Linked DNA regions of Mus musculus: regions 2, 3, 4 and 5 are each linked to region 1. Evidence: chromatin contacts called from public promoter capture Hi-C data. All regions are on one chromosome and are shown on one strand. The core of a region is the stretch at or near the end of the contact, and the rest is flanking DNA. Distances in the headings are between cores, read along the strand shown.

Region 1 (5,141 bases), core at 613-3,112:
CCCCGGCTGTAAGGCTGTAAATAGTGCCGGGGTAGCTGAAGACTGAATGAGTGGGTGACTGAGGTAGACAGAAGGGAGAAAAACACCATCTTAAATCGGGAGTCCCTCTTCCTGGCCCACTCGGGTCCCCGTGGATTGTCTATCATGGTCCCGCATCTCCCCGCACCTAGACTGGTAGACAAAGCTCCATATTAGAAAATCCTTGGCAGAAGCTTTTCTCACTGCTGTTGACCTTATGAGGTGCCACACACCTCACGGTAAACCTAGACATTGCTGAGTAGGAAAGACCAGAGCTTTGGCTTAACCACGGTAGCCAGCTATCTCCACATCTTCCTGATGCCCTCACGGAGTATTTCCAAGCACTGGGTTTGGGGTTTCTGTAACACAGCTGAGACCTGGTCATTAAGATGGGCGACTATGACGGGTGTGGTGATGCATACTTAATGTCCTGCACTTGGGAGGCTGAGGCAGGAGGATCATTTACTTCAAGGGCAGCCTGGCCTATACGGTAAGGTCCTGGCCAGCTTGAACTACACAGCGAGACTCTGTCTCGGAACAAAGTAAGAATCTTAGAGTTTAGCTGGCTCAGGTGACAGACCAAGAGATCTTAGCCCAAGTGACCTACATGGCTCATCCAAGGTCCAATAGTGGCAGAACCAAAAGCCCCCCCCCCCCAAAGCCATATTTGTTGTCCCCTAAAAGCCGAAGTTATCTCCCTCTGGCCCACAAGACCCTTCAAAAATGGGGTCAGTTGGTTGTGGTGGACCTAGTCTTCAGTTTGAGGAGTCTGCCAGGAGATAGGGTTCCCATGATTGATCTCTCTGGCTCCCTCAATTAAAAAAAAAAATGTAGCTCTAGTTAGCCTCCGTCCATCGCCAGATGGAGACATGGCTATGGGATGGGCATGGGGGGTAAGGGATGGAAAGAGAAGGCAGGAAGGACCCAACAAGGGGTGTGGCCCTGGATCTATTTCCAGGGTGGAGCCGGACCACAGGTCACCCTGTCCCTTTAAGAGAAGGGGGAGAGCTAGCCCCTCTCAGCCATACTTGTCCTATCATCCATCCCGGCCAAAGCCAAAAAGGAAAATGAAAGAGGGACCCAGAGGGACAGGTCCCAGCTGTCTCTCAAGGTCCTCCGCTCAGCTCTAAGGCCCAGGTCCCGGGGTAAGTGGGGTTGGGGACATCTAGAGGCCACTAAGGGTCTACAGGGACGGGACGTGGTGTATTCTGTGTGTCTGGGGAGGCTTACAAGAGATGCTTGATAATTGCTATCAGAGAGGAGTCGAGGGGGCTGTGCCCGGTCTCCTTGGCTGAGGTTGGTGAGGAAGGGAAGATTGAGGGCGGGCGAGAGATCCTAAGTTGGAAAAACAGGCTTCTGTGTCAGCTTCCAACCCCAAAAGGCGTTCCCTGCTGCGAGGTGAGAGAGAAAGGAGACAGTGGGGGCTCACCCGGCCTGGCCCTCCCCTTGCTCCCAGGGGTCTCAAACAGAAGGAACGTAGAATTCTAGACTCCAGTAGCCGCTCTTGCTCCTGGCACAAAAAGCCAGGCCAGCAAGGTTGGCCCTGAAGAAGAACCTAGAATCTGGGGAACCTTAGGGTCTCCCTAGCCAAGCAGGCCCAGGCCAGGTGTGCGGGGAAATCCCTCCTCAGCACCCCTCTATGCCCATATGAAGGAATCCCATAGCTGAGGATGGACTATCCTCACACTCTGACATTAACTCATTAAACCCCAGAAAATATTCTTTCCCTGGCGCCCTCCGAGATTGTTGAGGGACGGGGGTGGGGGTGGGGGTGGGGGGTGGCGGGGGACAGGGGGTATTCAGCCCGCCCCAGCCTGTGACTACCCCCTTTCCTCGTCCCCAGCGTCATGGGGGAGTGGGCGTTCCTAGGCTCCCTGCTGGACGCGGTGCAGCTACAGTCGCCGCTCGTGGGTCGTCTCTGGCTGGTGATCATGCTGATCTTCCGCATCCTGGTGCTGGCCACGGTGGGAGGTGCGGTGTTCGAGGACGAGCAGGAGGAGTTCGTGTGTAACACGTTGCAGCCCGGCTGTCGCCAGACCTGCTACGATCGCGCCTTCCCGGTGTCCCACTACCGCTTCTGGCTCTTCCACATCCTGCTGCTGTCGGCGCCGCCGGTGCTGTTCGTCATCTACTCCATGCACCAGGCCAGCAAGGAGGCGGGTGGTGCGCAGCTGGCCCCGCCGTGCGCGCGCGGGCGTGCCGAGGCGCCGTGCTCCCCGTGCGCCCTGCGCGCTCGCCGCGCGCGCCGCTGCTACCTGCTGAGCGTGGCTCTGCGCCTGCTCGCCGAGCTGGCTTTCCTGGGCGGCCAGGCGCTGCTCTACGGCTTCCGCGTGGACCCGCACTACGCGTGCGCCGGGCCACCTTGTCCGCACACGGTCGACTGTTTCGTGAGCCGGCCCACCGAGAAGACCGTCTTCGTGGTCTTCTACTTCGCCGTCGGGCTGCTGTCGGCGCTGCTCAGCGTGGCGGAGCTGGGTCACCTGCTCTGGAAGGGTCGCCAGCGCGCCAAGCTGCTCCCGCCGCCGCCGCCGTCGCCCTCTTTGCCATCGCAGCGCGGGGACCCCGACCCTTTCGGCCCGCCAGCCTACGCGCACCGCTCACCGGCAGGCGACAGCGAGGGCGAAGGCGGCAGCGGCCACAGCAAAGCGTCGCTGGCTACCGTGCGCCAGGACCTGGCCATCTAGCGGCGAGATCGGAGGCTGGATATCAGCACCCGGGTCCTTGGAGGCAGAAGGCTTTGCTTCTGAAAGACTGCGTAGGACCCTGCCTGAGCAGAAGATGAGCAGAGGGGACCGCCAGGGTTCGGGTGGGGGAGGTGTCGCACTTCCTAGTGCTGGTTACGGCAGCCGTGTTAAATCAGGGAGGCTCCTCGGTGCTGTGATCCCTGCGGAAAGGGAGGACGCCAAGGGCTCCCCTGAGAGGCGGCAAACCGGCCGTGGGTGACCTGATTGTTGCACCGGGGACAAAAATCAACAGTGATGGCAACATTCCCAGGTTCCCTGCTAATTCAGAGAAGAGTGGTTTTCCGTGAGCGCTCTGCACACACTCTCTCTGGACACACTCAGATGGGTTGGCTGCTCAAGCATAGTAAACCTCTATGAGCTGTGTGTATTTGCATGTGTATGCTTGTGAGGGTCCGCACATGCGTGTGTCCACACGTATACATCTCCCAAGTGACAGGCGATAGAGACCTGGGTTCATGCCTGCGTGCACAGAAATGTACATGTATGTCCTTGAAGGCTCTGTGTGGATGCATGTACGCATGCGTCCTGTGTTAGCTCTGTATACACACCTATACACACGTACATTCTGTGTGTGCATCCGCCACCACTGTCAGTCACTAACCCAGCCACCTATGAGGCAACTCTGTCCCCAACAGGAACTGACAGCAAACAGTCCTGTTCAGTCAGATGTGTTCTGGGCCCAGTGGCCAGGCAGGGTAGCCCAGTGGCTAGGCAGGGTAGCTAAGCTCCACCTTGGAGGCTGACTGGGACTGGGGTGGGGCTCGACTTGAAACAGTGCTGTGCTTTCGGCTTACTTCATCTCTGGTCCCACCTGCCATTGTTCCCTGTAATCTATAAATGTGACTGACTCCTACCAATCGTCAAGGAAAGCTGCCCTTCAAAGAGAGGTGTTTCTGGGTCCCCATTCCCTTGCAACTAGCCTAGACTTTTTGTTTTTGTTTTTCGAGACAGGGTTTCTCTGTGTAGCCCTGGCTGTCCTGGAACTCACTTTGTAGACCAGGTTGGCCTCGAACTCAGAAATCCACCTGCCTCTGCCTCCCGAGTGCTGGGATCAAAGGTGTGCGCCACCGACTTTTTTTTTTTCCAAAGAGATGCCACATGGCTCTGTCACCCTTTTCGTTCTGTCCTCTCACCTGTGTTCCTCCTTTGTCACCTGTGTGGCCATCCTGAATACCCTCACTAGGACCAAGTGATTAAGCCCTGACAGAGCAGGCCTGGCTGCCTTCCCCTGCACCCCTGGCTCTGTCAGATCCACTGCCCAGGCCCTGCCGTTAGCCACCATACCCCAAACAGCTCGTTCTCCCCCACACCAGCCTTCCTCTGGCCTTTGTATGCCCTGGGAGCTTTCTACATAGCCTTATTGGCCATAGGGGAATTCCCTGTTCTTGGGGTACAACCAGCCTTTTCCCCAGGCTTGCTGCACACTAGGCTCCCCTTAGTTGGGCCTCCACCCCTACCTTGCCATCCGTCAAACCAGCCTGAAGTTTCTGTCCCCGGCAAGCATGCCCACTTGGTATGCCAGTTTTAGACATGCTGTTGGGTGCAGTCTTACTTTCTGAAGGCCTGCCCCCCCCCCATTGCCTGCCTTTGTCTTTTGGTCTCATTTGAAGAAAATGTGCCTCAAGGCATGGCTTTCTCTGCCCTGAGCTACAGTCAGGCACCCTGTGTTCCAGCCTCGTACCATCTGGGCATGACATATAGTGTTTTGGGCTCCATCACTCCATCACCATGCTGAAGCCCACGCCCGCACTCCCAGTGGACGAGTCTGGTTCTCGGATGTCGGGTCGAAAGCCTGGAACCCTCCACTCAAGCATACTCGTGGATGTCCAGCTGCCTTCCAAAGACAGTCACTCAACAATAGCGGTTCAAGATCACTCACATTCAATACAGTTGCACATGAGACACAATGTAATATTTAGGTTTGATTTTGATTTCTGAGATAGGATTTTTGGGGTTTTGTGTTTTGTTTTGTTTTGTTTTTGTTTTGTTTGAGATAGATACATAGCCCTGGCTGGCTAGGAACTCAATTTGAGGCTGACCTCAAATTCAGTGACTTCAGAGACTGTCCCTGGCTCCCACTGCCAGGATTAAAAGCACACATCCATACTTACAATGTAATTTCCAATTTTCATTCAACCACATTAAAAAAGCAAACGGACACAGGCAAGATTAATGTAAGTAGTGTTGTTTTCTTTAACCTACCTTATCCAAAACAGTCCCGCTTGAGCGCATCGTCCGTCAGTGTCTGCAAGGATCAAGGAGATATTTCCCATTCTTTTTCTCACACCAACCTAGAGTGTACTGTACACATAAGGTACATGCCAGTTCAAACCAGCCCAGTCTGCAGACACGGGTGTGGCTGGCTGGCACATGCAGCCC
Region 2 (4,753 bases), core at 1,960-4,459, 1.6 Mb before region 1:
GTCATCTTGCTGGCCAGGTAGATGAAAGGCTCTAGGAGGGAGCGTCGGTCAGCCACCGACACCTCCCATAGCTTCACCTTCTCGGACTTGGCCCAGTGCTGGGCCACGTCAGGGTCTACGCGACGCTGCTCCTGCAGGTCACACTTGTTGCCAAGGACCACGATGGTGACCTGGAGAGGACAGATGAGAACAGGGACTGTCGGCATGCAGTGGCTCAGGACCAGGTGTAGCCATCAGCTGTTTCTGGCCAACAGCTGGGGAGGATGCAGTTCCCAGAGGACTTCTGGAGGACTAGCAAGAACACAGAGCCCCAGAGAAGGAAAACTAGACCGCGCTTCATGTGCTAGGAGGGAACCTAGTAAACCAAGAAGAAGACTCAGCGATTGAGCTCTCCTATCATGTGGCCCACTACCTCTTGTGTGGGTTGAAGACCCTCTCCAATGATCTTCCCGGCCTTCTAGCTCCTAAACTACCTCTTGGCAAATGCGCACAACTGGGAATCATGCCAGCACCCTGTCTCAGTCAGGGTTTCTATTCCTGCACAAAACATCATGACCAAGAAGCAAGTTGGGGAGGAAAGGGTTGATTCAGCTTGCATTTTCCACATTGCTGTTCATCATCAAAGGAAGTCAGGACTGAAACTCAAGCAGGGCAGGAAGCAGGAGCTGATGCAGAGGCCATGGAGGGATGTTCTTTACTGGCTTGCTTCTCAGCTTGCTTTCTTATAGAACCCAAGACTACTAGCCCAGGGATGGCACCACCCACAAGGGGCCCTCCACTCTTGATCACTAATTGAGAAAATGCCCCACAGCAGGATCTTATGGAGGCATTTCCTCACCTTAAGTGCCTTTCTCTGTGCTAACTCCAGCTGTGTCAAGTTGACACACAAAACCAGCCAGTATACACCCGAAAGCATACCGAGGACCCACGCTCATGCTCTCCTACCACTGGGCTCCCAGCAGAAGTCTAGGACATGTACCTCCTTCTTGTCCTTGGACTTGTCGATCTCCTTCTTGAGCAGCTCGACGCGCTGGAACGACTCTCGGCTGTCTGTGCTGTAGACCAGGACGTAGCCATCGGTGCAGGAGAAGCAGTGCTTGGGCAGCTCGGCCCCATCCCGGAGACCCCGTGTATCATAGAAACGCACCTGCTCCCGCACCCCTCGGTCTGTCTCGATGGAGCCTACATAGATGTCCTCCTGGGTCTCGATCATCTCAGAACCTGGGTTAAAATGAGTCAAGAGAGATGGGAGATGGGAGCAAGGTAGATAGCCTAACAAGCCGACCAGACACAGGGCATAAGGAATATGGGGGCTCGGGAGAGACCAGACTTGAGAGTGAGACCGAGTGTCATGTCTTTATCACACCAAGCAAAAGGGCAACACAGAACTGGGTGTGGAGACACACACCTTGAATTGAAGCTCTTGGAGGAGGGGAGGCAGGGGCAGAGACAGGTTGATCTGTGAGAGTTCCTGGCCAACCTGGGCCGTACAGTGAGGCCCTCTCAAAGACGATAACAACAAGGCGGGCAGTAATAGAAGCAGACACCCTACATCCACCTCTGGCCAAGTGCTGTGGGGTGGGAATGGGCTTCTTCCTATCTTGGCTTTGGGTTTCTTCCTTCTAGATTTGTACAATGTCATAGAACTTGGGTGGTACAATGTTTTATTTTCCCCCTCCATTGTGGGGTTCAAACCCAAGGACTAGTACATGTTAGACCAGGGCTCTGACAGTCAGCCCTGCCTCCAGCCCTAATTGGGAGGGTGTGAAAGCAGCTGGTGTCCTTTTTAGCTTTTGGATTCAGGATGTGACCAGATCCTTCACTCAAGGTCTTCTGCCAGTCTCCCGGGCCCAGCAACACTCACCCACGACATGGTTCCCGTACAGAAGCTGCTCAAGGATTGAAGTTTTGCCCACAGATGCCTGGCCGCACACGACCACCTTGCAGCTCTTCCCCATGCTTAGCTTTCAACCTAAAAGGACAGAAGCCGTGTGGTGAGGGAAGACAGAATCCAAACAGCAGGCCAGGGAGCATCAGGGAGTTAGCACCACCCTGATGTTTACCGAACTACTGAGCAGTGAGCTGTAATTAACCTCCTTATCCCATGAGTGGCCAGGATTTGGCACACAGCCAGGGTGGGGTTAATGGCACCACAAAGGGAGGGGCTTAGAGAGTGGGGTGACAAAAACAGCTGGCCGGGTTTGTTCCTGTGCACAAGATAGGGCACCAAATACTGAAGGAAGTTCCACAAATACTCCTGTTCTTTTTGTTTGATTTTGGGGGGAGGGGGTTGTTTTGAGACAGGGTCTCATGTACCCCAAGCTGGCTCCCAGCTGATGAAATAGTTGAGGCATATGCACACCAGGCTGTTTTCTCCTTTTAACCATGACTTCCGTGAAGAAAGAAGCAGGGATTTTAGATTCTTCTTGACATCTTTTCCTCAGGGAGAGTGTGCAAATATGGAGAAAAACTTTCTTTCTTTCTTTCGGGGGGGGGGGGGCGGGGTTTCTCTGTATAGCCCTGGCTGTCCTGGAACTCACTTTGTAGACCAGGCTGGCCTCGAACTCAGAAATCTGACTGTCTCTGCCTCCTAAGTACTGGGATTAAAGGCGTGCAACCACCACTGCCCGGCATAACTTGCTTTCTTGAATGACTAATTTGGATGGCAATAAATTCCATTTAACCATTCCCAGTTGAATCCACCGGTAAAATAAAGATCTGACAAGAAACAGAATAAAGAGAAAAGTGCTTCCGAAAGATGGCTTTTACATCCCTTGAACTGACAGGCACAGAGAAAGCTCAGATTTATAAACTCTCTTGAGACTGCAGAGAGAGGTCCTTCTAAAGGGAAACTTCCTGACACAGGCACCCGGGGAGCGCCAGTAATCGCCCCTTCCTCCTCCCCCCAGAAAGCAGAGATCCAGAGGTAAGCCTCAAAGGGGTCCCAAGCAGAAACCTCTCCAGGAGAGTTTCCTGTCGCTCATCTCCACCCCGTGGTGTGAGCCTTTTAGTAAGCGACACTCGAGAGGCTGCCAGAGGCCGCCGCCACAGAGTACCCCTGAAGGGCACCCCTCAGAATCTCAGAGGCAATCACAGGACAACCAAAGTGAATCCGAGACAGAGGCCGCGCTGAGCCCTGCCTCCCAGCTCCATACCTCCCGGGTCCCCGCAGCACTCCCGCTGAGGTGCCCCCCGGAGTGGGCCGGACCATGGGAGGGGCAGCTCGACCGTAAAGACGGCCCTCTTCCTCTGGGTGGAAGGACTGACCCAGAGGTCCCGCCCCGCAACGGCCAGCCTTCAAGACAACTTCCGGCGGCGTAAAGTGAGCGCGGATCGCACAGCGCCCCCAGAGGCCGGCGGGGAAATACCCACCAGAACTTGTGTCTGGTTATTAAGCCGATGTTCCAGGCTCTGACACTAAAATGTTCTCTCTCTAAAAGACAGTGACCAGTGACGTTTCGTTCTATCATCTATGCGACAAGTTTTCTTTTTCTTTTCTTGGCTATGCTATGCTATGAATGGAACCCAGGATCGTGCACATACTAGGCAAATGCTCTTTGAGCCTCAATTTTTTTCTTTTGATTTTCAAGACAGGGTTCCTCTGTGTAGCTTTGGCTGGCCTTGAAATCACTCTGTAGACCATGATGGCTTTGAACTCACAGAGATCCACCTGCCTCTGCCTCCCGAGCGCTGAGATTAAAGGCACATGCCACCACGCTCAACTAACCATGCAATTTTTTTGAACTTAGAATGGAGGCTCACATTTGAATCCCAGCACTTGGGAGGGTGAAGTAGGGAGATTTTCTGAAGACAACATAGTCTATACAGAGACCCTGTCTCAAAAACAAACAGACAAAGAAACCAAACACCCCAGCACCTACTTTGTCTTGTTTGTGCCTTAAGTAGGGCCATATACAAAGGAAAAGCTACAAGTTAGAATGATTGAACCATAAATTCATTGTCTAGAATAATTAGCCAGCCAAAGTAACAATTAAAACCAACCATGATGAATGCTGTTATTGAAGTGGGGTGCTATGGGCATGGCAGAGGGGCATTTAACTTAGAGGTGACAGGTACCAAAGAGGAGGGAGGAAAGGGGGGTGTCTGTGTTCATGTTTGAAGGGCCGAATAGCACAGAGATTTCTGAAGCAGAGGAAATACAAGAACCATGACATTTCTTGTATCAGTCTGGGTTCTCTAGAGTCACACAACTTATGGAATGTCTCTATAAATTAAGGTGATTTACTGTAATTACTTACAGTCTGTATTCTAACTAACCCAATAGTGGGCAGCTGTGAATGAGAAGTTCAAGAATCTAGTAGTTCTCTCAGTCCCACGAGGCTCGTTGTTTCAGCTGGTCTTCTGCCTAAGCTGGAATCCTGAAGTAGTAGGTTCCAACAGATGTGCTGGCAAGTAAGTGCAAGCAAGCAAAGAAGAGTGAATCGCTCTTCTTCCAACGTCCTTATGAAGGCCTCTAGCAGAAGGTGTGTCCCAGATTAAAGGTGTGTGCCACCAGGTCTGGATCTGGAACTTGCTTTGTTGCAGGCTGACCTTACACTGAGATCTGCTTGCCTCCATCTCCTGGGATTAAATGCATGTAACTACCTTACCTGGGTTTAAGCTTTTCCTGGTCACTATTCCTCAAGATCTCCATGTCAAGATCCAGGTTAGAAACCTGTGTTCCAACCTCAAGATCTGGATCACAGGTGTGCCCTGCATTTCTGGATTGTAGTTCATTCCAGATTCGGTCAGG
Region 3 (5,307 bases), core at 1,332-3,831, 2.0 Mb before region 1:
ACACACACACACACACACACACACCTTTTTAATTTTTTGAAAAGATTTATTTGTTTAGTGCCTATGAGCATTCTCCTTGCATGGATGTATGTGCACCGTGTGCTGGCCTAGGGCTGGCGGAGATCAGAAGAGGACACCAGATCCCCTAAACTGCAGTTATGGATGGTGGTCAACCACCATGTGGATGCTGGGAACTGAACCTGGTCCTCTGCAAGAGCAGCAGTGCTCTTAACTCATGAGCCAACTCTTCTGTGTGCCTTTTGTTTACTTGTGTTTGGGGACAGGGTTTCCCTATGTAACAGCCCTGACTGTCCTGGAACTTGCTTTGTAGACCAGGCTGGCCTCAAACTCAAACTCATACCACCTGCCTCTGACTCCCGAGTGCTGGGATTAAAGGTGTGCACTACCATGCCCCATACTGAAAATATAGGAAGAGAAAGAGTTTGAAGGTCCAGTAAGGCTTTCTCCTGACATTCTTTTTTCTTAAAGCATTATCAGTTCTTAATAGAAAAAAAATTTAATTGCTATAATTTCCTTAAATTATTTAATTATTTACTTATTTAGTGTGTGTGTGTGTGCAGGTGCCAGTGGAGGGCAGAAGAGAGGACATCGGATTCTCTGTACCCAGAGGAACTGTGGTTATTGAGAACCACACTTGGGTTCTGTGTAAGAGTAGTAAGCACCTGTAACCACTGAGCAATCTCTCCAGTCCCCTTTTTTTCTTTTCTTCTCTCTCTCTTTCTCTCTCTCTCTCTCTCTCTCTCTCTCTCTCTCTCTCTCTCTCTTTCTTTCTTTCTTTTAAAAAGTTGGTAATCTGCCCATTGTGATGGTTATAAAACATGTAGTTTATTTTGTTTGTTTGTTTCCCCATTTGTTTTGTTTTTGAGACAGGGTATCAGTGTATAGCTCTGGCTGGCCCAGAACTAGCTATGTAGACCAAGATGCTGTCGAACTCATAGACATCTGCCTGTCTGCCTTCCAAGTGCTTTGATCAAAGGTATCCCATCACACCTGGCAAATATTCAATTGTATGCAGAAGTTCACTCTTTTTTTTTGTTTTGTCTTTCAAGACAGGGTTTCTCTGTGTAGTCCTGGCTATCCTGAATCTCACTATGTAGACTAGGCTGGCCTCGAACTCAGAGATCTGCCTGCCTCTGCTTCCCAATGGCTGGGACTAAAGGCGTGCGTCGCCACTCTCGCCTGAGGGTCTCTCTTCTTTAACCTCAAGTGAGAAAACCAATTGGTGTGTTGGGGGATTGCTGTTTTATTCAGAGGTCCCTAAAGTTCTATACCCTATATGGCAATCTGCTCCACACGTTGGTGAATTGATTGATTAGATCGACGACCCTCGAGTCTCCACAGAGCAGCGTTTAACTTAAGGAGGGTGGGCACCAGACTAGAAGTGACCTTTTGCCGAGAACCCATCCAGGCGGGGAACCCCAAGCCTGGTTTCCTAATCAGGGAAAAGGTTTTCAGTATCTCTGTGGGAAAGGGAATTGGGGTGGCTCCAGGGATTGCTGAGGGCCTGTGTCTAGAGACACAGGGCAGCCTGTGTCTCTAGACGTCTGTGCTAAGGACTTTTCTGCGCCTGCTCAGAACTGCCAGCTCCTTGGTGTTCAGCACCATGAAGAAAACTGTTCGCTTCCCCATTCGGTAGTACCGCTATAGTTGCCCCAATTCCTGCCCCAGGGAAAGGTACTGAGTACCGGTGGAGTTCAGAGACCTGGAGCTAAGAACAGATGGCAACAGTAACCTGGAGTGAACCCTGGAGAGCCACCTGCCTCCTCTTGGCCTTCTTTTCTCTGCTAGGTAAAGAGATGGGGTTCCGTGATCTCCCTGAATGCTCACCTAATATCCGAGAACCCAAGGGAAGAACGAGTCCGACGCTCACATTCTTAGAATTAGCTAGATATCTGCTGGAGGGGGCCCTGGGAGAAGTGACCAAAAGCTTTTACTTTATAATTTACTTCTCGCCTTAATCATGCCCTGTCCTTACAATTCTAAGAGAAACCTAGAGGCCCTTTCTAGGCCGTCACCCTTTCTGTCATTTCATCTCTTCCCTCTCTCTCACTAACAACCCCACAAGATTTGGGGGACAGTGGTAACTCAGTGTATAGATAGACGATGGGGGCAGACCCCCAAATCTTTGAAAAAGATTGTATAGGGCAAGGATCCTCCAAGGACATGAGGCATAGACACAAACTACTCGTTTACACCCAATTCACGCGCCATTTGGACCTCAGCTTGATCTTAAAAGGCTGGAGTGGGTTTGTGGGTGAGGAAAGAGAAAGAGTAGAGCACACTCCGAAGACCTAATTCCTTTCCGCAGCTCACATTCCTCTGCCCCAGTCCCGCTGCCGCAGCCTCCACTGCCAAGGGGGGCCCTAGACTCCCGCTCCAACTATTCCAACCATCCTGAACAGGGTGGGGCGCCCAGCTCTTGGGTTCCCCTCTGCTGCCCCTCCGGGGTTGGTCTCCCCTCCTGCCCCGGTTCCTCCCTTTCTGGGGTGGGGCCAGCCAATGGCCGACGGGACTCCGGGTTTGGTCTAGGAGCCGGGCAACTCGCAGATTCCCCGCCCCACAGTTCTGGCTAGAGTCCCGGTGCGCACGGACGTGGCTCGAGTTTCCTCCGCTCTGGGCTCCTGCTCGCTGTCCAGTCTCTCGCTCCTCCTTCTCTCCCGGTCTCCCGCTCCAGTTCCACCCGGTCGGCCCCGCACGGCTCCGGGAAGCCATGGAGGATGTCACGCTCCATATCGTTGAGCGGCCGTATTCCGGATTTCCCGATGCTTCCTCAGAGGGCCCGGAGCCCACCCAAGGGGAGGCGCGGGCCACGGAGGAGCCGTCGGGGACCGGCTCCGACGAGCTGATCAAGTCGGACCAGGTGAACGGTGTGCTGGTGCTGAGCCTTCTGGATAAAATCATCGGCGCCGTTGACCAGATCCAGCTGACCCAAGCCCAGCTGGAGGAGCGACAGGCGGAGATGGAGGGCGCTGTGCAGAGCATCCAGGGAGAGCTGAGCAAGCTGGGCAAGGCGCACGCCACCACGAGCAACACCGTGAGCAAGTTGCTGGAGAAGGTGCGCAAGGTCAGCGTCAACGTGAAGACCGTGCGCGGCAGCCTGGAGCGCCAGGCCGGCCAGATAAAGAAACTGGAGGTCAACGAGGCGGAGCTGCTGAGGCGCCGCAACTTCAAAGTCATGATCTACCAGGTGAGCCCGCGGGGCGGACCGCGCCCAGAGCTGGGGTCCCGGCCTGGGATCCGGGTGGGGACACCCGGCCGAGGCTCGTCTCTCCGCCAGCCCGGCCTGGTGAGAGCGGTCAGGAGCTCCTCCCCCCTTCCTGTGAACCCAGTTGGAGTGGGGTTTAGGGAGTGGCAAACTCTTGGGGCTCACAGAGGGGCGCACCCTGCGCCTTCCTCTCCAGGCTCCTCCCCACGGTCTCTAACTCCTATCGGAAAAGTTAGCGGGCTAGACTTGGGAACGCTGAATGCTCCCAGCTTGTCTCTGTCAAACGCCTTTCCACTTGGAGGAAGTTTTTTTTTTGGTGGGGCGGAGAGAGGGAAAAGGGAGGGAATGCCCGAGGTCTCTGGTGGTCTCTGTATGCCCCTCTGTAAGCAGACACTAAAGGTGGGGCCCGGGACCTGGGGCCTCCGGCGCTGCGGGCCCGATATAGCGGGTGATTCAGGGCTCAGGCACGCAGTGGCGGGGGCGCCATGCAAGGGACACGATCGTCAGCCCCCCACACCCTATCCCCGCGCCCCCGCACCAACCTCGGCTACCCACGCATGTCCCTAGGCCGCGATCTGCCCCTGGCCTCCAGGCACTTTCAGTTCCCAAGGGTCTTGCAGTGCGCGGGCGCCCTTGGCGCCTGCTGGGAGCGGGTGGGGCAGGTAGGGTGGGCGTTAGGAGTGTAAGTGGGGCGGGTGGAGGTGGCGGTCTGGGCGCAGTGAATCACCCCACCCCCGCATGATTGCGGGGGCCATGTCCCGAGCTGTGAAGGTGCTGGTGGGTGGAGGCTGCCGCACTCCACGGGCTCCACCCGTTGCATTCTTTGCACCTTTCTGGGTTCCTCCAGCCTGGATATAACTGTGATATCTTAACCCCTAAAGCATCTGAGAGTCAGTGCAGTGCAGATTTGTCCCTGCGCTCCCCATCCCTGACCCCCTTGAGAGTAAGGCTGAGCTGAGTGTGGACTTAGTGCTCTTTCCCTGGGAGGGAATGTGCTGAGCTCTGCGTCCTCCTGCTTGGGCCTAGTTGATGCTTCTACTCCTAATAGGAGTGATGGTTGTAGGGTTAGTTTATGCTCCTGAAGGGAATGGAAACGTGCTCTACCTTCAAAGATCTTTGTAAAGGGGCTGTGATCACCAAGCTCAGAGACTTTCTTGATTAAGATGCCCCAGAGTAACCATGTGATGTGAGATGAGGACCTTCGCTTAGTTTCCCTAAGAGTAACCATGAGCGATGCAGATGGGACAGTGTCTGGGGAAGAATGGAGCAGACCATATTCTTGGAATCCTTGGTGGTAGGCCAGAGGCAGAGCAGGCCTGCTCCCAGCTCCTGCCTCTACATACTGCTGGGGTACTCTCTCAAGGGGCCTGCAAAAAGCTTTGCCCGGCTGGTGTTTACCCGGGGCCCCAATCATTTCAGAGGCCAAAGCAACCTGGGACATATAACACAACCCAGTCTAAAACAAACAAAAAAAGCTTTGCGTCTCCCATTTATAGCACCCACTGGGTAGGAGAAGAGTGTTGACTTAGAAAGCCATTTCCACTCAGTCTAATGCTTGGAAGCAGGAGGTGTGGGTCCTGTGGGTTGTTTTTGAGACCGGTGCGGCCCTTGCCACACAGGTGATGTTTAGGGAAAGAGAAGTAAGCTAGCTCGCTCCTTCTGTGCTTGTCACAAAGAACTTGGACAGGTGACTTTCTCATTAAATGGACCAGGTTGTGCAGTCTGGGGACATTCTCAACCTGGAGGTAAACCTCCCCAGGCTGAGGAGGGTGATTCTGAGAGAAAGGACAAGTGTTGAGTGGGTGGACGACTTCTCTGATGGGGTCATCCTCCTCTCTGATCTGTTCCAGCTCCAGCATCGGACAGTCATCACTATCTGACTAGTGTGGTGGGGTGGGGCATGCACTAGATGGCTTTGACTGTATCTGAAACACCAAGCCAGTGAGTGAGGAGGGAAGAATTAAGGGAGAGTGGCTTGGGACTGGGGGTGGAGAGATGGCTCAGTCATAAACAGCACTGGGTGCCCTTCCAGAGAACCAGTCACCCCCATGATGGCTAACAACAATCTAACTCCAGTTCTA
Region 4 (5,159 bases), core at 1,560-4,059, 1.7 Mb before region 1:
GGAAACACCTCGAGGGAAGATCCAGGCCAAAAAGTGGTCCCGGGTGCCTTTCTCCATACCAGTCTTCGATATCCTGCAGGACTGCACACAAAGCCTGTCTGAGCTCTCCCTGGACTGACCCCCTTGTGACTGCAGTACCTAGGTCAAACTGCAGGGGGCAGGAGAGTCCAGCAAGCCATCCTCCTTCCCCTGGCTAGCACTCTGGTCAGGGTACCCCTTTATTCTGCTGCAGAGATCTTAAACACATTGGATGGAGTTGGAAGATGAACGCAGGAGAATTATTATGCCATGATGTTCTAAGAACTACAACATCCCTCCCTTGCCCAAGCACCTTGTAGGTTTTGTTTTTGTTTTTGAGGCTCTTCATAAATTAAAGGTGTAGTAGAGAATATGTAACGGTTTTTATTTTGAAGTGTAATTGATGGAAAATAAGCTTCATTAGTGTGCCATGCCTCCTCCTAGTCAAGAGATGAACGCACCCTCGCAGATGTCTTTGTTTCCACTGTAAGGCCTATCTTCTACCCCTCTTTGCACACTTACCTGCTTGAGTAAATTTTAATGTTAAAATATTACCCTTTGGACTAGCTGAGTTGTCAGAGCTCAGCCTACAGTGTACAAAGCCCAGGGTTTGATGTCCAGAACTGCATAAAGCCAGCATGGCGAGTGCCTACCTGGATTCTAAACACTGGAGGGGTAGAGACAGGAGGATGCTCTGATGAGATCGTTCACTGGGTAAAGTATTGCCTACAGGCCTGACTGACTGAGTTCAATCCCCCAGGACCAACTTGGGGGAAGGTGAGGGCCACCAACTTGTTTCTCTGACCTCCTCCCATGCATCCTAGTGCAGTCATAAATACTCCAGCACACACACACACACACACACACACACACACAAACACACACACACACTCCGGCACACACATGCACACACAATGAATAATAACTGTAGCTAAGATAAGTTTAAAGCCATCCTTGGCTACATTGTATGTTTGAGGTCCGCCTGGGGTTGTCTCAAAAAAAAAAAAAAAAAAAAGAAAGAAAGAAAAAAGAAAAGAAAGGAAGGAAGGAAGAAAAAAGAAAGAAAAAAGAAATGAAAGGAAAAATGTCTTCTGTGTCTGCCAAGTTCTCATGTAGATCACCAGCAGGATAAATCTGAGGTGCCCAAGACAGGGTTCACAGGCCGAGAACACACCCATCACAGAAGCGGCTCTGGGTTTCATTCCTAGATCTAAAAAGCTTCAATTTGAGGCTCTTTAAGAATGTAAAGTCCTTGTCTCCTTGCCACCCTGTGACAGGTTCTAACTCTTCAACCCCCCCCCTTGTCCCCCCTTCTCACTTGAGAAAAAGCATCCGAGAGCCAGTATTGGAGGGCTGGAGTCAGGTAGGCATGGAGCAGGGAGAATCAGAGAGGCCTAATTTTTTTTTGTTCTGATTTTAATAGAGGCAAGATCTAGGTTGATTCTTCAGGGAAAGGGCTATTTCTGTAGTAAGAGGCCCAGCAGGCACAAGCCACCTTTGGGGGGGGGGAGGGATGGAAGGGTTAGGGCAGATTCCACAGAAGGATGACAGTTCTTCCTGTTATCCAACCTGTATCTCTTCTGCTTCATTCTTGCCCTGCCTCAAAGTGCATAGAAAAGAATTGATTCTCTCTTCTCCCAGTCTTTTCTGGCTAAAGCTAAAAATTCACAGCCACTCTTTTGGGCAGCCATCTTAACTAGGGTAACTCTTTCTCAGAGTGTCCTTGGTCCCTTCAGGAGTCATCCCCCCCCAACCACCAGCCAGGAACGTGCCTTTTACAGGTCAATAAAATTAGCGACTGATGGAGGAGGGGGCGGGGGCAGAGTGCTAAGCTCAGTGGCCTTGAATGTGGCTGGACTCACGGAGTCTGGACGCCTGTCATTCCAGTGCTAAACAGTGACAGCTGAGGGACCTGCCAGGGGGGTTTGGGGTTTGGAGGAGGGCCCTGTGTTGCCAGGAGAGAGGAAAAAGATGGATGCCTAATGTCTCTCTAATCACTGGGTCTTTATATTGCTGACCTTTAGGCAGGAGTTAGGGAGGGGGTGGGGTAAGGGTGTCTCCACCCATCTTCAATTTTGTGAGACCCTCAGACTGAGGGGAGGGAGACTCAGGCAAATCTGTTCTTGTTGCTGCTTTGGGCTGGGGGGTGGGGGGTCTTCTGGCGGAGCCAGGCTTGTGAACATCTGGACCAGGCTGTCAGATAGAATTGTATAAGGTCAGGAGGACTCAGGTTTTCTAACCCTCCGAGAGTCAAGTGTAGGTTCGTTGCCAGTGCTCCTGGCACTTAGGAAGCTGAAGAAAAACTGGTGCTAGTTGAATTCAAATGTGGCCTGAGTGCAGCCTTCCTAGCCTTGGGAAAAACAAATGAGGAGGAAGAGGCAGTGGGGGAGGAGAAACATGACAATGATGATGACAAAAGGAAGGAAGGAAGGGAGAAAGAAAGAAAAAGAAGGGAGGAAAGAGAGAGCCCACACATACGTGAGCAAGCATGATTGGTGGTACATGCATGTATGTAATCCTAGCATTTAGAGGGTGGAGGCTAGAGGACCAAGAGCTCAAGGTAGTCCTGGGCTACATAAGACCCTATTTCAAATGAGACGGGGAGAGAAGGGAAAGGAAGAGATAAAAGAAAAGAAACCGGAACTCCCAGTGGCCCTGTTTCTCTGCTCTATACTCAACAACCTCAAAATGCTTACCGACTCCTCACCTTCAGGACTGGGGTGGGACTGGAGACCCCGCCCCTCCCAGCTCGTCCCCGCCCCCAGCCCGCCAGCCCCGGCCCGCGAGCCCAGAGCTTTTGCGCTGCAAACCAGGCGAGAGCAGGTGGCCACCGCCGGCTGCATCTCTTTCCTGCAGGTAAGACACTCTGAGGATCTCGAGGTCAGCTCGGAAAGACAAGGCAGAGCCTTCTGTCTCCTGCCCGTCTCAAACCTAGGGGACACCCAGAGACAACTAGGCTCGGTAGGCGGGTGCGATAAAACTCTAAGGAAGTTGGAGGGAGCCGCTGGCTCTACGGGATAATGCCAGAGTCCAAGGGCTGCGGAAAGCAGCAACGGGCAGCAGACACTACAATGTTCCGAAGGGCAGCAGGTGAACTTCGTCACCCCAAGTACCCTTTGTGTGTCCCAGGGCAATATATTCGCAGTTCGGAGTAATGGAGTGAACCGAAGGGTTTCTGTTCTGGGAGCAAGTGAGTGACAGCTGTTGCCTATCAGCGTGGGACTTGGGTTTTCTGGTGTCCCTGGGTCATCTGCATCATTTGCACTTGGCTATAGATGGCGAGAGGAGGTGGGGAATGAGGAAATGCCAGAATCCAGAGGGCCCAGGATCAGCAGGTCCATCCTGCCTAGTGTCTTAGAGTCAGACCCTGAGAATGAAGGCAGGCCTGGGATGACTGTGCCCTCTTATGTGGGATTTGGGCTTTAGGATGAGACTCTGCCTCCCAGAACTCCAGGGAGGGTTTTCTGGGAGACCTGATCTGAGATAACTCAGCTGTGATGCCAAGATTCCTGAGTCAGAAAAGAGAGGCAATTTGGGACCTTGTGAGCCACTTAAGTAAAGACCCCCGGGGTGTGGAACAGAGGGAGGGAGGGTGCTACCTAGTCCCAGTCAAGACTCCAGGAACCTTCCAGAGATCATCCCCAACCTTTGGACAGACTGAAGAGACGATTAGGGCAGGGGATTTTTTTCATGTTTTTCATGACTGTCTAGATCCAGCATTCCACGATCTCCTCCCACACACACCATCATTGTCAGGAAATTCTTCCTCGTGTATTATGTTCAAGTGTGTGTGTGTGTGTGTGTGTGTGTGTGTGTGTGTGTGTTATGTTCAAGTGTGTGTGTGTGTGTGTGTGTGAGAGAGAGAGAGAGAGAGAGAGAGAGAGAGAGAGATCTACATGCCATGGCATGTGGGTGGAGGTTGGAGGACAACTTGCTAGAGACAACTCTCGAGGTCCACCATGTATATGGATACTGGGGAATTGAACTCAGATCCTCAGGCCTGGCAGCAAGCGTCTTTATCGAAGCCATCTCATTGGCCCTTGCTCATTTCCTACCATCCTTTCTGCTTCTGGGATAGCTTCTTGCTGGGAGGCAGTGAGCTGTAGGGCAAGAGACCTTGGGGTGGGTTAGCACTGAGTCCTCGACCTCTGTCCTTGCTTCCTTACTTGAAAATGGGGTTAAGGTTAGGACCCACCTCATAGGGTAGCTGCAGGGATTTAATGAGAATTCGCAGAAGAGCATCTAGCCCGGTCTCTGGCGCCTGGTGATGGCTCAACAGGTCTAAGTGTCCCCTCCTGGGTAGGACAGCAAAGCCGATCTGCAGGGGGTGGAGGTGGGGTGGAAAATTTTTAAAGCTTGTCCAGAAAGGGAAATGCCCTTCACTCCTCCCCTGCCAGCCCCGGTCCCCTGCTGGTTCCCATCTCTGTGCTGTCCAGAACCCCTCACCTTCTCCTGGCTGTGTCGGACTTACATCTGCTGGGCGAGGCAGGATCCGGGGAGCGGCAGGGGCCCACTTGGGGCTGTGCCTAGATGGAACAAGCTCTGGCTTGGATACCCAACTCGACAAAAAATTCCCTGTGGGCGTTACCTCCCTGCCTTCCCCGCCTCCAGAAATCCACAAATTGGGATCAAACTAGGCTGGATTTTTCCAGGATGACAAATAATCCTGCCTGAAGATTGTGGGAGCTGCCCTCCAGTGGAGGGAGGGAAAGCTTCAAGCCCTGGCTCTAGTTCTGGTGGCCACCAAAGCCTGCCAATCCATGAGTACCCTTAAAATCTAGGCAAGGGAAGCAGGGCACAGGCCCTAGGCTGGGTACTTTCAAGCGTTCTGCTCTGGCTGCTTTCCATCAAGTGTAGAGTCAACCAGGCTAAGCATCAGGTCCACTCTCTCATGGCTGGAGATACAGTTCAGTCGCTAGAATGCTTGCTTAGTGTGCTGTTTTACAGGCTGGAAGCAGGCCGAGGTCCGGTGTCCAGTGGTCGGTCCTTGCAGTGCAGACATGACCTGGCCATAGGAATGTAGCAAGGGCAGGGGTGGCTGAACCCGGAGAATGGAGCCATCTCTCTACACTGTTATTCTGCTGTGAAACTCACCTCACCGGAAGCAGAGAAATCTGATTGTCAGCCTGCTCTCCCAGGTT
Region 5 (5,562 bases), core at 1,523-4,022, 1.8 Mb before region 1:
CTCCAGATGTGTCTTTGGCTCTCAGAACACTTCTTTTCTTCTTCAAACTCTGAGTTAGTTACCAGCATCGAACTCCAGATAGAACCACAAAATATTCAGTATTCTAACTTCTCAAGAAAAAAAAAAAAAAAGACAACAATGTCTGGCTATCAAGAGCCAACATTCATCTGAAATAGTCCCCATTTCTTCAGTCTCCTGCTTGTTGATCATTTCTTAATGTCCAATTGGCTTGCCTTATTTGTTTGGTCCCTCTGTTTTCTTCAGTTTGCAATCCCTGTCTTAGAGTGGGCGCCAAGGGGGTCCTAATAATGTCTGTTCGTACTCTTGACTTGGGCCTGTCAACATCTGTTTCTGTCTCTCTACAGGCTGTCATGCAAGGTGGTTCCTTCTGCTGTCAGCAGCTCAAAGCATTCTAGCATTACCCTTCTGCAGGTCCCACCTCCCAACATCAGCCAAACCTGCATCCCCTCCCTCCCAACATGGTCTCAACCTCAGGGAGGGTCTGGGCAACTCCCAAGCCCTCTCTGGTTTCCAGCCCTCCTTTCTCACTCAATGCCCCACCCAGGCGCACTTTTGGATAAAAAAAAAATAAATCCATATATTTTTGTAGACCTTGACTCTGTCTGTTTCTGGGGGTTAGTCTGAGAGCCCCAGGGCTTTGAAAGAGCTAACGCAAGCAGACACACCCCACTGTACCCCAGGGCCCTATTGCTGTCTCTAGGTAGGGCAAAGGCGCCAGCTAATCCACTTGGCACCATGTTCACGCCACCAGGGACTCCTCGGATAAGGGGAGAAACCTTAATGAGTCGCTAAGGGCCTGTTACATTCCTTCCTCCCTACCACCCAGTTACAACCACAAATACACACTATGTGGGAGAGACGTCTGATCAGGATCATTTCTCTAGCCTTAGAAAGAAATACCAGGAATTTTCTTACCCTCCTGAATAAGGAACTCTTCTTTCCTGGATAGGTATTTGATATTAAGCTAGGTATAGTGTTGTTATAGTGGGCAGGTCGGTGGAGAAAAGAGCTGGTCACCAGTTAAGAACCTGCTAAGAATTCACTCTCCCAAGCTCTGTCTTCTCTTAGCTTACATTTCTGTGTAGGTCTGTGCATGTCATATGGTGCATATGTTGTAGGAAACTGGCACCTTGGTGATAAAGATGAAATTGGATGTGGGCACAGCTTTGTGGCAGGCTGTCCCAGACAGGTCTATTCTTCAGCTCAAACTTTCAGGGTATGACTGATGCTGTTCCATGCCCTAGGCATTACATGGTCTCTGGGGGTGGGCTTTGATTTTATAAAAGTTTTGAGTAGTATCCCCGGGAGAGAGATGCAGAAAGAGGCCAGTGTTGGAGGATGAGGTTAAACAGAAGTGGTCCTAATTCATGCCGGGCGTGGTGGCGCATGCCTTTAGTCCCAGCGCTAGGGAGGCAGAGGCAGGAGGATTTCTGAGTTCGAGGACAGCCTGGTCTACAAAGTGAGTTCCAGGACAGCTAGGGCTACACAGAGACACCCTGTCTCGAAAAACAAAAAACAAAAAACAAACAAACAAAAAGTGGTCCTAATTCATACAGAAGGAATTAGAAGCAACAGAAACAGAACTGACCTGTGGTAGAAGGGTTAGTGGTTTTCATCTATAGTGACGGGTAGAGAGAACACAGGTAGTCTTTGAAGGAGCGCTAATTCTGACTGGGGGCAGAGTGAGGGAGATGAGGGGGTCTGGTATATTTGGGAACAGAGCCTAAGAAAGAAAGCTTAGTCTGTCGTGGTGGTTGCACATGTGTTTAATCCCAGCACTCCAGAAGTAGAGGCAGGAGGATCTCTGTGAATTCAAATACAACCCATCTACAAAGTAAGTTCCAGGCCAATCAGGACTACATAGTGAGAGCCCATGTGAAAGGAAGAGAGAGTGAGAGCAACCCTTGGCAGCAGCAGGTCTCCTTTTCAACCATTTAGTATCCTCTAGACAACTCCTTCTTTTAAAAAAAAAAAATTACATTTCTTCAAGTATTTAGCGGGAGGGAGGGTGGATGGGTGGTTGTCAAAAGACAACTAGTGGGAGTCTGTCTTACTCCATGTGAGTCCTGGGCACGGCACTCAGTCAGGCTTGGCTGCAAGCATCTTCACCTGTCGAGCCGTTTCGCTAGCCCCCAGAGAGCCCATTCTATAGAGCTCTCAGAGATTTCATCACCTTTTTTTTTTCTTTCTTTTTTCTTTTTCTTTTCTTTTCTTTTTTTTTTTTTTTTTTAAGCCAGGATCTTACTACATAACCCTAGCTGTTACTCACAGAGATCTGCAAGCCTCTGCCTTCGGATCGAGCCATTACACCTGACTCCATCGCCTTTCCTATAATAGAATGTCCTCAACAATCAGCCTCCTGGGCGGGCTTGGCTTCTCCAAGTTGCCGAGGGCACACGACCGGTCTGCGCGGCTACGTGAACATCATATTTTTCCTTTCTCAATTCTGCATGAACAGCCCTCTGTCTGCTCTCTTGGAAAGCTCAGCCACACGCCTTCCCTCGCGGCACTTGGAACTGGCAGTGACGCGATAAGCAGGCCTGGACCGGCTCCGCCCCACCGGCAGCCGGTTCCACCCAAAACCCAAGTGCCAGGCAGCCCCCGGCTCCTCCCTGTGCGGAGAACTACAAGTCCCGCCATCCCTCGCGCGCACTCTCCCTCCTTTCCCGCGTTGATTGTGGGTAGGATCGGAGTGTCTCCCATTGGTCTGTTCTTTCTGTCAGTCACCTGGGAATATAGAGAGGCGGGGCAGAGCTGAAGATCCGGATCCGGAGCGGCTGAAAGGCGGAAGTGGAGGCCGGAGCCTGGGACACCGCCGGGGGTGGGGGGGAGAGGAGCGGAGTCTGTGGAAGCCCCGGCCCAAAGTAACGCTGCTGCCCGGAGCCGCGGTGAGTGTGCCTGTCCCAGGGCCAGTGTCTCACTTGTGTGGTAGCCTCCCTGGGGTACCCTTTCCTCCTGCCCAACCTTAGCTTAGGGGGACACTGACCCCTCCCCCGACCCGTAGCCCCCTCTTAGGGGCTCACCAGGGCGTCAGGCCAAAGGGGGAGCTCCTCTTTCCTTCGCTAACCTGTCCTTCGGGAGCCTTTGGGAGTCTTTTGAGGCTCTCCTCTGGCCTGTCCAGTCCACTTGTGGGAGAGAGGGACTCTTAAGTTCCGCTCCCCACCCCCTCAGCTTTCAAAATCAAAGAGTCTTTACCAGGTGCGAAGGAACCTGTCCCCCTTCTCTTTTAGAGGTGACGGAGAGTGCTGTCTCTCCTGGTTTTCCTTTCCTGTGTTCTACGCCTCCCACTCCCCAATCCCAACCAAAAACCCAGTTGTCCCCCTGCAGCCCTGAAATTATCTTTATCTCGATTTCCTTTCGGAGATGCGGGGATGGGGGGGGGGGGATGTCGGAATGAGAGTGTTGTACACGCACAGAAGTGTTTTTGCGCGCTTACAGTTCCTTACTTCCTCTTGAGCTTACGAGGACCTCAGCAGAGTTTGAATTCTGGGTCACTTAGACGGAATGGCAGCCTTCTCCTTGGACTGCACGTTATGCCCCCAGCCCTGTCTTAAGTTCTCTCAGTGTGTGTTCGTCTTCCTGCCTCTAAAGAATTTAGCTGAGCTCTGCTCAATCCTAGGGACAGATCACAGATCAGGGAGGATCTGCCCATTCATTATCTTCTGTCTCCCCTCCTCCTTCCCCCCTGCTTCAGGCCCAGCCCTGTCCTTCCAGAGCATGTGAGTGGTTTCCTTAGAGAGACTGCTGCCTGCTTATCTATAGGGGTGGAGAATAGACCAAATAGGAGTAGTGTGAAATTGAGGCACCATCTCTTAACCACCCTGAATCACACACCACTATACACTTGAGCAACAGGTCCATTCCTCACCAGAGTCTCCACTCCCCTCTTGGCTTGGACTTTTTCACAGAGCAGTTAGTCCACATCACCGTGGCAGGTATAGTTTTCGTCCGTAAAGGAATTGCTTATGTGTGCTGGAAAGTGCCAGTTCCCCTACTGTATTGACACAGGATTCTTGTGTTTTCCTTGGGACTTAAGTGTGTGAAATGGCTGGTATCTCTGACCAAGCTGGAAGGTTCTCTTGTTATGCGGCCAAAGTACAGGTTAGAGACTGCCTTCCTGAGGAGTAGCCTGATTCTGAAGCCACAGCTGACCCTTGCTGTCTTGCAGTGGAGGAAGAGTGGGAAAGCCATTCAGTCCTTGGGCATCTCTGATCAACTTTTTTTTTTTTGGTTTTTTGAGATCTGATCAACTTAAGATGCTTTTCTTACTACACAAAGGCTAAACATTTTGCTTTGAGATCTTTCCAACCTACTTCTGGACAGTTTCCGGTGTTCAGTCAGTATAACAATCAATCAATCCTCTCTCTCTCTCTCTCTCTCTCTCTCTCTCTCTCTCTGTGGGCTCAGAGATTCAGCTAGCCTAGTTTCTCTGATCTGTTCAACATGTGCCTCTGAGGGAGAGGGCCAGTGACCCCTGCCTGTTTACAGGGATTGGTTTCTGCTAGACTTACCTTCCAAGGAGTGGATTGTGATTCCTGGGGTTCTAGCTGAAGCAAGGGAACCTTCTAATGGGCGTTTCTGGCATTTGTCCGGACATCTTTCCAGCTCTGACTCCAAAGCGCCCTTTTGCGGAGAAGCTGTCTGTGAGACAGGAGGCACTAGAGTTCTGCATGGTTCTGCAGCCACTTCTGGCTTTCAGAAATTGTAGCGGCCCAGCAGAAGTCCGTTGCTGATCTGCCGGGCTAGGGAGGGCACTCCAGAGAGGAAGTCCCTCCTCTCTAAGGCTGTTCTCCACCTCCCCTCTTGCTTCTCACACCTCGTTGGCCTTTCTGCCTGTTCACTCCTGGAGGAGGGCAAGAGCTCGTGAAGATAGAAAGCCCCCAGAGTGCTCTCAGTGCCTATTCCTCACAAGTGTCCTGGAGATGGTGGTATTTGTATGCCCACCTTGAGACGGTTCCCCCCAAGCATACAGTTAGAAGTGGTCAGACGCTGTGCTTGCAGCGTGGCTTCGGGTGTAGCTTTGTCTTTTCTAAAAGCAGGCTCCCCTGTCTGCGGGGCTTGCTGAGTAAAGGCGCCTGCAGGGAGAATGAACAGGGACAGGAGCACAGACTCTTAAGTCCGCCGTCTCTAGTATTGGCTTTTGCTTCCCTCTCTTTTCCCAACATTCTACCCTCTTTCTTTGCCGTGGACTCCATGACAGTTAAGAATCCCAAGCCTGTACTCTTCAGGGCCTAAGAGTTTGCTAATGTCTGTGTGCCATTAATTTCTCCAAAACTTGACTCATGATAGCTAGAAAATGAAAGTGAAAGTGAAAGGCAGAGAGGTCCCCCAGGCAGGGTTGAAAGGCCATGCCTTCTGATTTCCCTCTGATACCCTGATGATTCTGAGACAGGGTCTTACTGTGTAGCCCTGGCTGTCCTGGAACCCATAGAGGTATGTCCACTTGTCTCTGCCTCCCAGGCCCTAGGATTAAAGATGCCCATCACCATGCTCAGCTTCAAATTCAGATAGAGCTCCACTAAGCAAGCATTCCTTAAAAAG

What was found. Promoter capture Hi-C pulls out the DNA fragments that hold promoters and counts their contacts.
Region 2: a promoter capture Hi-C map of hippocampal neurons shows a contact between it and region 1, with 5 times the contacts expected there. The contact joins the promoter of Nkiras2 here to the promoter of Gjd3 in region 1. A contact is called at or near these places in 2 of 39 promoter capture datasets (hippocampal neurons and pre-B cells).
Region 3: a contact with region 1 is called in a promoter capture Hi-C map of hippocampal neurons, with 6 times the contacts expected there. The contact joins the promoter of Cavin1 here to the promoter of Gjd3 in region 1. A contact is called at or near these places in 3 of 39 promoter capture datasets (hippocampal neurons, liver and pre-B cells).
Region 4: a promoter capture Hi-C map of liver shows a contact between it and region 1, with 5 times the contacts expected there. The contact joins the promoter of Zfp385c here to the promoter of Gjd3 in region 1. A contact is called at or near these places in 2 of 39 promoter capture datasets (hippocampal neurons and liver) and 1 of 115 datasets of contacts at active chromatin or transcription factors (microglia).
Region 5: a contact with region 1 is called in a promoter capture Hi-C map of hippocampal neurons, with 5 times the contacts expected there. The contact joins the promoter of Rab5c here to the promoter of Gjd3 in region 1. A contact is called at or near these places in 1 of 39 promoter capture datasets (hippocampal neurons) and 1 of 115 datasets of contacts at active chromatin or transcription factors (embryonic forebrain).

Annotation. Positions count from the first base shown.
Region 1 is chr11:98,979,741-98,984,881 of GRCm38.p6, reverse strand. It overlaps Gjd3 (gap junction protein, delta 3), which reads left to right and starts at 1,862. Exons shown (of 1, transcript NM_178596.3): 1 at 1,862-4,935. The coding sequence starts at 1,866. The coding sequence ends at 2,702.
Region 2 is chr11:100,621,411-100,626,163 of GRCm38.p6, reverse strand. It overlaps Nkiras2 (NFKB inhibitor interacting Ras-like protein 2), which reads right to left and starts at 3,209. Exons shown (of 4, transcript NM_028024.2): 1 at 3,156-3,209; 2 at 1,865-1,972; 3 at 980-1,221; 4 at 1-170. The coding sequence starts at 1,958.
Region 3 is chr11:100,967,891-100,973,197 of GRCm38.p6, reverse strand. Cavin1 (caveolae associated 1) reads left to right here and starts at 2,581. Exons shown (of 2, transcript NM_008986.2): 1 at 2,581-3,208. The coding sequence starts at 2,732.
Region 4 is chr11:100,690,116-100,695,274 of GRCm38.p6, reverse strand. Zfp385c (zinc finger protein 385C) reads left to right here and starts at 2,809. Exons shown (of 9, transcript NM_001373887.1): 1 at 2,809-2,874. Gm38483 (a long non-coding RNA gene) reads right to left here. Exons shown (of 5, transcript XR_880214.3): 2 at 5,118-5,159; 3 at 4,465-5,023; 4 at 4,214-4,336. It overlaps Dhx58 (DEXH (Asp-Glu-X-His) box polypeptide 58), which reads left to right. Exons shown (of 13, transcript NM_030150.2): 13 at 1-391. The coding sequence ends at 118.
Region 5 is chr11:100,735,425-100,740,986 of GRCm38.p6, reverse strand. It overlaps Rab5c (RAB5C, member RAS oncogene family), which reads left to right and starts at 2,772. Exons shown (of 6, transcript NM_024456.5): 1 at 2,772-2,909. Kcnh4 (potassium voltage-gated channel, subfamily H (eag-related), member 4) reads left to right here. Exons shown (of 17, transcript NM_001081194.2): 17 at 366-609.